Regions from separate parts of the Manis javanica genome. Here region 2 is linked to region 1. Evidence: chromatin contacts called from public Hi-C data. All regions are on one chromosome and are shown on one strand. The core of a region is the stretch at or near the end of the contact, and the rest is flanking DNA. Distances in the headings are between cores, read along the strand shown.

Region 1 (5,411 bases), core at 1,297-3,796:
CAGGAAGGGAGAAGAAAAGTTAAAGAGGCAAACGGAAGAAAAATGTGAGATTATTTCTATGACATAACTTCTTGTAGAGTAGTATAAGCGTGTATAGGTTTTAACAGACTATTAATTAACTAATGTACACACATTAACAGACCAGGAATACAGATACATAACAAAGGAGACCCACAGTTATGGGCCGTATGCAATGAAGCCAGTTACGTAACCCAGACATAAGGAGCACTTCACTGCCTATGTTATTCTAGATTTAAAACCCCCTATCAAATAGAACACTGGATAAAGACACAGGTGATTGTAGTTCTCAAGCCACTTCTATCTCCTAGCTTTGTTCAGGTCACCTGACCTTGCTTTTTAATGAAATGGGAAAGACAAACCCCTTATTTCAAAGGGCAAGGGCTCGGGCATGTTCTAGGCTTGTCACAACACCACACCCAAGAAAATACTAGGCAATGGTTGTTCTGATCAAGTGATTAGACAAAAGCAAAGAATGACTGTTAAGTTCATTAATATATGGAGCCACCTACCCCTTGAATTTGATGTCCGGTGTGGAACACCTTTCCTGTCCTCACCGTACGAGTACTAGAAGTTAAACGACAGGAGGGACCACCAGTCAATGTTTATTGAATGTTCCGCATGACTCCGACCAGGGTGCCTCTGAGTTAACCCTAAAGGACCTGTTCCTGGTGCCTTTAGGGTTTGGGGAGCCCCTGGAACATCTGATGAAACTCGGCCCTCCTCTCCTCTCCCACAGACACGTGCAAGTATGGAGGTACATTTCTTGAGAGCCCATAACGGTTCATTTGCAGACCCCAGATTCAGAACTCCTATTCCAAAGCTTGCTTTTTTTGTTGTTGTTGTTGTTGTCAGAAGGGGGGTGTTGGTGGCCAGGAGAATTTTGTTTACAGCTGAGGCTCTTCATTCACCGATTGATCCATGGATGGAGAATTGGATATAACCCATCTTGTCAGACTCTGAGGCGAACCCTACTAGGAAACCTTCCTGGAAGACCCTACTCTCCACTTACTTGCTGTCTTCAGGCAAGTGTATCTTTCATTTTGTTGTGTCTGTTTAAGTAATCATCACTCTATGAACTTCGTTGTAAAGATCAAATGAGGCCATCATGCTCTGATTGCCTTCATTTATTATCTCTGCGGCAAACAGGGCCCTGCTGAATGTGACAGGTCACTCCAGGCAGGAGTTCCCTGAGCAGGAACTAGGCTTTAAGATCTGTCTAGCACCCCCAGTGGGAACCTTGCATACAGTATTCAGTAATCTAACATCTACTGAAATCTAAAAATAGCCGGGGTAAGAAGTTAATCAATGAAACCATCTACTCCCTCATGGAGCTAATATTCTAGTGACAGAAACAGACAAGAAAAGATTTGTCAGGAAAGAGGAACACACATTAGGGATAGGAAAAAGCAGCTATGGGTGGGTGGGGCTTTAAAAAAAGGAACTGTGCTATTTAAGTCGGGATGTAAATGATAAGGAGAAATCTGGAAACGAAGCTGGCGAGATAGAGGGAATAGCAAGAGCCAAGGGTCCCAGGTCTCCAAAGGTTGGACCGAGTTTGGCACGTTCAAGGAACGGGGTGGCTGGAACAGTGATACGAGGGTGGCCAGACCAGTGGTTTTCGAAGCCTCAGGGGACACTTGGCAATGCCTACAGACATTTTTTGATTGTCAAGCCTGGGCAAAGTGGTGCTATTGGCACCTACTGGGTGGATAGAGGCAAGGGATACTGCACATTTTACAATGCACGGACGGCCCCATTCCAGATAATGATCTGGCCCCAAGGGTCAGCAAGGAACTTGGGTTTTATTTTGGGTGCCACAGGGAACCGGGAAAGGGAATGACGAGATCAGATCCATTTATAAGCAATCCCTTTGGCTGCCGGGCTGGGGGATGGCCTGGAGGGAACTGTCCCCGACAGGAGCGTCTGAGTGGTGGCGGTGGATGCGGGTAATAGAGGTCGGAATCGGGCCAAAGGTTTTAAGTGGCAATGTGAAGCCTTGAGGGGAAAGGCTGGGGCTGTGAGAATGGGAAATGTGTCCAGTTCCTTAAAACAGTAAACTGGGGAGCCTCAATGAGGTCGGGGAGAGGGGCGTCCTTCCCAGATTCAGCCCAGACCCCCCAGGGAGGGTCCCCGACCCCTGGCTGCACCCCAGCCCGGGGAGGGCAGTCCCACCGGCACAGCTCCTGGGCTCTGGTCACCGCGCAGAACCGCAAGGTCCCCGCTGCCATCAGCATTAAGACCAGCATCTCGCTGGAGAGTCGGGTGCCACTTCCGTCCCTCAACCACCAGGCGTAACTGATCCGTTGCCTGGGCATGCGCAGACTAGAGCCTGGGCCGAGGGACAGCAGCCAAGGAGCGTGAGAATGAGCACGTCTTCTCTCTCTAGTAGCCTGAACCCGCACGCCTCAACATTTACCACAGAACCTGGGCATGCGCACAGATGCTCCCACCCTCGCTGAAGTGTGACGAGCTCTCGTCGCCTCTCGAACTGACGCGCGAACACGGCCCCCACGCATGAGCGTTGGGCACGCCCCGCCCTCTCCCCAGCCCCGCCCCTTCGTAGCAACTCGCTTGGGGCCAAGTCGGACGCGCCTGACGTCACGTACGCCCCAGCTGGGAGAGAGGTAGTGATGTCAGTCCTGTGCGCCGCCAGGATGGCCGGGCCATGACGGCGGGCACAGGTTGCGTGCGGCTGTGGGGCGCTGCGCGGTGGTGGGCGCTGCGGCGGCCGCTGCTGGCCGCCGCGGGAGGGCGGGTCCCGACTGCGGCCGGAGCGTGGCTGCCCAGAAGCCGGCCGGCCTGCGACGCCTCGCCTCCCTGGGCGCTGTGGGGCAGAGGCCCCGCCGCCGCGAGCCAGCGGCGGGGCCTCTGGGAGGCGAATAGCCGTGGCAGCGACGCCTTTTCGGGGGGCGAGGATGCCTCCGAGGGCGGCGCTGAGGATGGGGTCGCTGGCGCCGGGGGCAGCGCAGGCGGCGGAGAAGGCCCGGTCATAACGGCGTTGACGCCCATGACGATCCCAGACGTGTTCCCTCACCTGCCGCTCATCGCGGTCACCCGCAACCCGGTGTTCCCGCGTTTCATAAAGATTATCGAGGTAATGAGCGCCCCTGCCCGGCTTCCATTTCCCCACTTTTGCAAGGAGCGCGTTGACCCGAGGACTCATTTAGCAGCACCCTCATGCCTCCCAAAGTTTTCCAGGCACGAAGTTTCCAAAGGCTGAAGTTAGAGTTCCTGTCTTCTCACCACCAGCTTGGTGAACTGGGGCGAAATTCCTCCCCTTTTACAGATCCTTCAGTGGAGTCGAATCCAACGAGCTTTAGAGCTGTCCAATTGGAATCCTAGCCATAGAAATCCATGCTGGGCAGGAGCCAGCATGTCTTGCGGCCCCGTTACTTTTTTGGGAGTCTTGATAAATGTGTACCTCGGTCTGCCGTCTGATTAGGAGTCCCTTTGTGGATAAGGGTTCATTCTCTCCTTAAATGTTTTTTGACCGCTTACCACGTGCCAGGCCCAGTTCTAAGTGTTAGCAATGCAGTAGTGTACAAGACAAAAATCACTGCCTTTGGAACTCTCGTTCTTTTTGGATGCAAGAGGCAATCAACAAGATTAGTAAGTAAATAATTTTGTTGTGAGGCAGTAAGTACTACATTGGAAGAATAGAGCAAGGGATGGTTTAGGAGACTTTGGGGGAAGTGGGGAGAAGGATGCTCTCAGAGAGGTGCACCACAGTTATTTCACTTAGCAGAGTGTCTTGACCTCCTACCATGTATCAGGCACTGAGGACACAGCAGCAAACAAGTCAAACACAGTCCCCATGCTAAAGGAATTCACATTCTGGTGGAGAACACAGCAGATGACAAGTTTCAGACTAAGCTAGGAATGGGGGAGAAACCAGGATGATGTGATAGAGAGAAAGCAGTGTGAGTGTTAGGAACTTGAGTTTTTAGAGTAGGAAGGGCCCAAATGCCTGACTTCTTCCTACCTCCCCCTTTTTTAAAAAAACGGTAATGGAAACTTGTCCATGGAGGAGAAAGTTTTATCTCTTCACTGTCCAAGCAAGGTCATACAGTGAGTCAGCATCTGCATTCACTCTCCGGCCTCTCCCCCTCACACTCCAATGTCTGCTAAATCAATCCCAGGGATCCTTTGGAAAGGGGAAGGACAGTACAGAGGGGCAGCAGCCAGCTAGTTGGGGGTGGGGAGGCACAGAAGTCCCCTCCACCTCCTGTCCCGCACAGCTGACTGTGTGTCTAAGCTACCCTTCCAGGGGGTTTCCTTGGTGTAGACTGGTGGTTAACTTGCAGACCCCAGAGCCAGACCCTGTGGGTTCCTTTGGCTCTACGTTTTGTAGCCTCGAACCTTGGACAGGCTGTTCCTTTGGGCCTCTGTTTTCTCTTCCGTGAAATGGACATCCTAATGGTATCCTATTTCTTAGAGCTGGTGCAGGAAGTAGACAAGGTCGTGTGTAAAGGATTTAGAATCGTGTTTAGTGCTTCATAAGCCTCAATAGGAAGTTGCTGCTGTTTCCTATGAGGTGTGGCCTGACACCTCAGAAGCCTGCCCTAGACAGCTTGCCTCCCAGGTCCCTAGGTGAACAAGTCCTGGCCCCTGCATCCTTGCAGGGTGGCAGCTGTCCCTTGTCCCCAGTGCCCAGAGATACGGTTCTTCCAAGAGATTCTGTCTGCACACCTAGAACTATCCAGGAGGGTCAAATGAGCGTCTGTGGATAGTCAGAGGCTGATATGCGGTATTTACTGTGTTTCTATTGCTGTTACCTTGTAAACAGCAGAAAGAGACCCTACCAGAGGGAGGACAGGTGCAGGGTGATGGTAGCCATCAGCTGGTAGCAGAGGTAAAATCAGGGAAATTTCTGTGGAAATGTTTCTGAACATGTTAGTAAGGTGTGTTTATTTTTGGTACTGTAGTTGACACTGTATGTGGCCAACTTGCCCCAGTAGCTTCTCTCCTTATTAGTGCTCTCTGAGCATAGACTGGTAACTCTTAGTTTTTGGTAGGTCATGTACTCTCCTGATTAGGGACTCGCCATTAGGGATCTTTACCCAGGGAAAAAAGTGCATCCATTGTGTCAGGAATTCCCAGACCATAAGCCAAAAGCCCCTGTTGGAGGTTGAGTTAAAACACTTGTTCTCAGAGCCTGTTGCCTGGACCAGCGTCAGCATCCCCTGGGGGCTTGAAATACATGTCCTGAGGCCGCCGCAGATTCCTGTGTCAAGGGCCTGCAGGCACTGGGCCCAGCCGTCTGTCTTACGAAGGCCTCCAGGTCATTCTGATTGTCCTGAAGTTTGAGGGCCAGAAAGTTTATTCAGTCTGGTCTGCGCACTAACAGGCCCAAGAGAAGGCAGTTGAGCCGTGAGGGCACTGGTGTGTGT
Region 2 (5,257 bases), core at 1,931-4,430, 240 kb before region 1:
CTCCGCACACTTGGTCATGGTGTCGGGGAAGGCGCCTTCAAGCTGTGCCCGGTGGCAGGGCAGAGGTCAGGGGCCGGACCAGGCTGTCCCCTCCTGGACGCTGCCCACGGGGGCACTTGAACCATTGGCCTCATCATCCCTGAACTGGCTCTGAAACTTCGCAGCTGAGGGCCCCCCTCCTTCCCTCCCTCCCTCCCTCCGGGCAGCACCAACCTGGACCCCAAAGATGTCCTCACACGGGTGGCGTTTGAGCAGGGCCCACTCGGACGTCTGGCCCTGCAGCAGGTTGGTGCACACGGCCATCTCCCCACAAGTCACGTCAGCCCCAAAGCGCTTACAGATTCGCCGGAAGGGCAGGTTCCCACACTGGGGGCAGCAGAGGACACAGACCCTTGTGGGGCGGGGCCGGCAGGGACGCTGAACACCTACCCTAGTCCCAAGGCCCACAGGCAGAGGAGACGCTGGTCACTATGAGGAGACGGTGCTGCCACCACCCGGCCTGACCCACGTTGAGTCCTACCGTCGTGAGGGGGGCCAGGTACAGTTTGCCGCTGACGTCCAGCTGGAGGGAGAGAAAACGCGCAGCGAGGCGTGACTGCCCACCTCACTTCCAGGCCCTCTGGGGCCTCCCTTCCCCGCGCACTGAGGGACGTGCCTTGCCCTGTCCCCCGGGCCCAGCAGCCCTTCTCCTCGGTCCTCTGCAAGGGTCAGTTGATCCTCCACGTTCTCCTCTGCTGGACGGTTTCTACTCACCCATGGGAAACCCTGCTCCAACAGCCCCTCTGCCAGGAGGCCTCTCCCACTGCCTCCCTGTACCCCAGCCCCGCCTCTTTGGGGCTGGGAGGGTCTGTCTGGCAGCTCTGCCCCCCAAGCCGCCGGCATCCTCGACAGGAAACCCAAGACACATACCCGCTTCTTCTCACAGGGCCGCAGCCTCACCACGTCCTCATCGGTCAGGGGCCCACAGGTCTGCACAGAGGCGCTGGGAGGGGCACCCGCGCCTGCCCCAAGGGAGGCCTGCTGGGCGGCACAGCTGTCCTGCCCTGCGGCACCCTCACTCCCCACGGGCTCGGGGTCCGCAACAGCTGGGGTGGAGCCCGGCAGCTGGCCTTTGCTCAGCTGGTGCAGGGCCCGCTCGGCGCGCTCAAAGTGGATCTCGCGCTTCCGCAGCTGCAGCTGCAGGGCCTTGTCCAGGCTGTTGCGGACCAGCGGGACCTGGACCAGCGGCTCCTGCACCAGGTTCTGGCCCTCGGGCCCCAGATGGGCGCCGGCAAAGCGGCAGGTAACGCCATAGGGGCACTTTCCGAAGGTCTCATAGAGCACACAGCGCGGGCCCAGGTCGGCCGGCTTGGTCTCCAGGTAGCAGCCCACGTCATGCAGGAAGCGGCAGCGGTCGCCGAAGAAACACTTAGCGGCGGATTCCTGCAAGAAAGCAGCGGAGCGGTGGCGGGAGAGGAAAGGCCGAGGGAGCCCAGCGACCTGGGTGTGGAGGTCACATCCCTGCTGCCCCTCTGGCTTTGTGACCTGGGGCAAGTCAGCAACCGCACTGATCCTCAGCTTCTTCATCTTGGAAACGAAACAATGATACATTCCAACATCCCGAGGACTGAGCGGGGGACACAGAGGCTCAGACGGAGGGCCCCCAGACGTTAGAGCAACAGTGACACTCACCTGGACCAGGGAGGGGCAGAGCCTGTTCTTGTCATAGTGGGTGGGCTTCAGGTGGGGTCGGCCCCTGTTCTGGCCCCGGGCCCTCTTCTGAACCTGCGGCTGCTCCTGGGGCTCGGCCGCCTCCCCTGACCGCCTGTCCTCCTTGTGCCCATCCTCCAGTCGGATCCTCTTGGCCTCGGGCTCAGACAGGTCATTGCCACCAATGTTTCCTGCCTCGGATTCCTGGCAGGGCGTCTGCCCTTTGGCTTCCAGAAAATCATGGAATTCCTTCTTGGTGGTGCGGAATCTGCCAGCAGGGAGGCAGGGCAAAGGAGCAGGGCTTGCCGAGGGAGTCTCCCTCTGCTGAGCTCAGACTCTTGCAACCACAAGATTGACTGCCACTGCTCAGAGGCTGGGAGCCCCCTTCTTGCAGTTGGCTGGTCTGCGCTGCCGGCCATTCCAACGTCTGCACATCTCTCCAGGGGCTGGGGATCCCTGGAGCAGGGACAGCTGCTTGTAAATTACATTTAGGCTCCTGAGCCCTGGGAATCTGTGACTCGGGGCACCTCCTGGCAAGTGTGGGAGAAGAGGGCTGGCCTTAGGCCAAACTAGGGCCCCTGTGGAGGCAGGAGGAAGGCGGTTTGGGCTTGTCTCTTATTTGCAGCACAAAGTACATGCTTTGTGCATGAATAATGGTGATGTGCATCAGGAACTAAGCACTTGACATTCATGATCTAATGGCATCTTTACAACCGGAAGTTGGTGTTAGCATCATCCCCATGTTATAGATGAGGAAATTGATGCTTAGAGGAGAAGTGGCAGAAGCAGGGATTCTGACACCAGACTGAACCTGTGGAAGGCAAAGTACGGGCTATATCTGCAGGTAACAGATATTTACGTAAGTTAATAGAAAGTGGACACTTTCTAGCCCTAAAATGGTAAACCAGAGCTGCTTGCACAAGGAAGAAGCAACTGTAAAGATACAGGCTGAATAATGAAAAAAAAAGTTATAAAATGCTAGCTTCTGCTGGCCATCCAAAGCTCTAAGATTAACAAGTGTTAGAAGAGCTAAGCCGAAACGGACCAGCCCTAAATTGAGACTGTATCCTGGGGAGACGTAGGATCGAAAGATAACCGGGAAAAAAGTTTTGGTCCCAACAACGCCTCTCATCCATGTACCACCTAAAATTACGTCGAAGTATATCAAATGCCACTAGGGGGCACTATACGACAGCCTTCTCAGCCCTCGTACAGAGCTCGGACTCAGAGTGAAACCAATGCTTCTCTTTATGGAGAAAGTTTATTTTGTGCCAAGTACCGTTATACCTTGTTCAAACACTTGGGAATAGGCGTTGTGAAAACTAAGGAGGGGAAACCTCCCTAAAATGGAGTTGGAAGGCCAGCAAGGGGGGCTCATTCCCACCACTCCCCATCAATTGCAGACTCCACGAACAGAGACCTTGCAAGTCATTCTATTTTAGCTGCCTTACTACCCACCAGACTGTCACAGCTCAGCCAATGAGAAGCCATGAGACGTGGGACTCCCAGTTTCTCCAGTGAACTTTTGGCTTAAAGCAGCCCTCCCAGCTCAACCCTTTGCTCTATAAAAAGGGGATCCTCTTCTTTTTTTCTCCAGACTTGCCTATGGCGTGTCCCAAATTGGAATCTGTTCTGCCCGAATTAACCCATTTTTGCTGATTAAATAACTTGACAGTTTTATTTTTGAGGGTAACGGTACCATTATTGTCCTCATTCTATAAATGGAGAAATTCAGGTCCTGGATGGCGAACGCCCCGCTCCAAAGTCAGGAAGCTCGCCGCCTGCGCGAGACTGCAGCCAGCAAGCGGCGCCCCCAAGTACCCGAGGCCGGGCTTCTGGGATAAATGCGCATGCTCCAAGAGCCCGGCGGAGCCGGCCGAGGGAAGGAGAGAGAGGGACGCCCACAGCCACGAGGGGGCGCGCGCGGCCTCCCTGCCTCTCTGGCCCGCGCCTCCCGTCGATGGTAGCTATCCCAGGGTTCCGACGGATGCCGGCCTTTCCGCCTCGGCAGCGATTGGAGGGCGGTAGGTTGGTGGGTCCCCGCGCGGGTAGTATCCGCCGCCATCCGGGCACGGGGTCCCGGTTCGGCTCAGGGGCGTGGCTCGGTGCAGCGAGCGGGCCCGGGGGAGACGGGGCCCGGAGTTCCGGGCGGCGGGGGTCCCGAGCCCCGACTCGCCTCCACCTCCTCTCCCCTCCCCTGTCCGCAGCCATGGCTCTTCGCTACCCCATGGCCGTGGGCCTCAACAAGGGCCACAAGGTGACCAAGAACGTGAGCAAGCCGAGGCACAGCCGTCGCCGCGGGGTGAGTGCCGGGGGCGCGCGGTCGGGGAGCCTCTTCCGGGGAGGGGGAAGGCCTTCTGGGCGGAGGGCACGGCCGGGGAAAGGCCCCTGGGGGAGGCGAGCGCCGCGGAGCAGCCCCGTCCCGGGGGCTTGCGGGAGCCTCGGGGTGGAGCGGGGGAGGAGGCGTCGGGGGGACGGAGCAGTGCGTGCGGCCGAGGCCTCGCCGGGCGCCCCCGGCACGCGGGGTAGAAGCCGGGCGGAGGGAGCGGGTTTTGATGCATGAGCAGGAATTTGCCCGCAGCACGGGAGCTGGGTGTTCGGTACAGTGTAAACGGGACGCGGAGGCCCTGTGAGTTCGCCGCGGCCTGTGAAGCAGCTCCGACCCCGTGGTGCCCGGTCGGAGGGGTTCCCGGCCCAGGGAAGGGCCAGGCGGGACGTGACGTGTCTGAGCTCGGAGGGCGGTGGGCAGTTCGTGCCGCCATTGCACAGACCTGCCCGGGGTCTCGTCTCGGGGCGCCCCACCCTGACGGCCTCTCCTCCCCCCAGCGCCTCACCAAGCACACCAAGTTTGTGCGGGACATGATCCGAGAGGTGTGCGGCTTTGCCCCGTATGAGCGGCGCGCCATGGAGCTGCTCAAGGTCTCCAAGGACAAGCGGGCCCTCAAGTTCATCAAGAAAAGGGTAGGTGGGCTTGTTACCAAAGCCAAACTCAGGGTGGCGGAGCAGCCCAGAGACGGACTGGGCAGGTTTATGGGGGGCCGGGGCGCGCAGGGTGCTTGCTCAGCTGTGGCACATTCTTCCTGTTGTAGGTGGGGAGCGTTATTATGGAATTTGTTAGTGGTCAGTCTTCAACTGTGGCTTCACTTGTAGCCAGGCATGGGGACAAGGGTCCTGTGTGGTGTAGTGGCTGCGCTCCACCTTGGCAGGCGACCTCGCCTTCCCTGAACCCCTGGGGCTGGCTGCGCTGCACACCAAGGGTGGGGGTGGGGCTCCCGGCCCTGGCTGATGGCCCTCCCTGCGTGGCAGGTGGGGACACACATCCGCGCCAAGAGGAAGAGAGAGGAGCTGAGCAGCGTCCTGGCGGCCATGAGGAAAGCGGCAGCCAAGAAGGACTGAACCCCCGCTCTCTACACAAGAAAGCCTTTTCAGGAACTTGGGGTATTCCGTCTGGTCCATCTGCTCAGAGCCCCCTGCTGCCACCCTCCTTCCTGGGCCACAGAGGTGTGGGCATGTGGCAGTAGAAGAAAAAAGAAGCAGGCAGTACTGGAAATGGTGTTTTAATCATAAC

What was found. Hi-C and Micro-C count contacts between places; a contact is called where the count stands out from the background.
Region 2: a contact with region 1 is called in a Hi-C map of blood, with 14 times the contacts expected there. The contact joins the promoter of LOC140842998 here to the promoter of CATSPERD in region 1.

The regions. Positions count from the first base shown.
Region 1 is chr13:96,756,077-96,761,487 of MJ_LKY, reverse strand. CATSPERD (cation channel sperm associated auxiliary subunit delta) reads right to left here and starts at 2,546. Exons shown (of 21, transcript XM_037018440.2): 1 at 2,194-2,546; 2 at 531-585. The coding sequence starts at 2,336. It overlaps LONP1 (lon peptidase 1, mitochondrial), which reads left to right and starts at 2,661. Exons shown (of 18, transcript XM_017672280.3): 1 at 2,661-3,115. The coding sequence starts at 2,687.
Region 2 is chr13:97,000,708-97,005,964 of MJ_LKY, reverse strand. LOC140842998 (tRNA-dihydrouridine(47) synthase [NAD(P)(+)]-like) reads right to left here and starts at 3,180. Exons shown (of 13, transcript XM_073220763.1): 1 at 3,148-3,180; 2 at 1,672-2,013; 3 at 910-1,422; 4 at 521-562; 5 at 214-366; 6 at 1-42. The coding sequence starts at 3,180. LOC108406192 reads left to right here. Exons shown (of 5, transcript XM_073220527.1): 2 at 3,425-3,713; 3 at 3,897-3,991; 4 at 4,516-4,650; 5 at 4,996-5,257. The coding sequence ends at 5,085.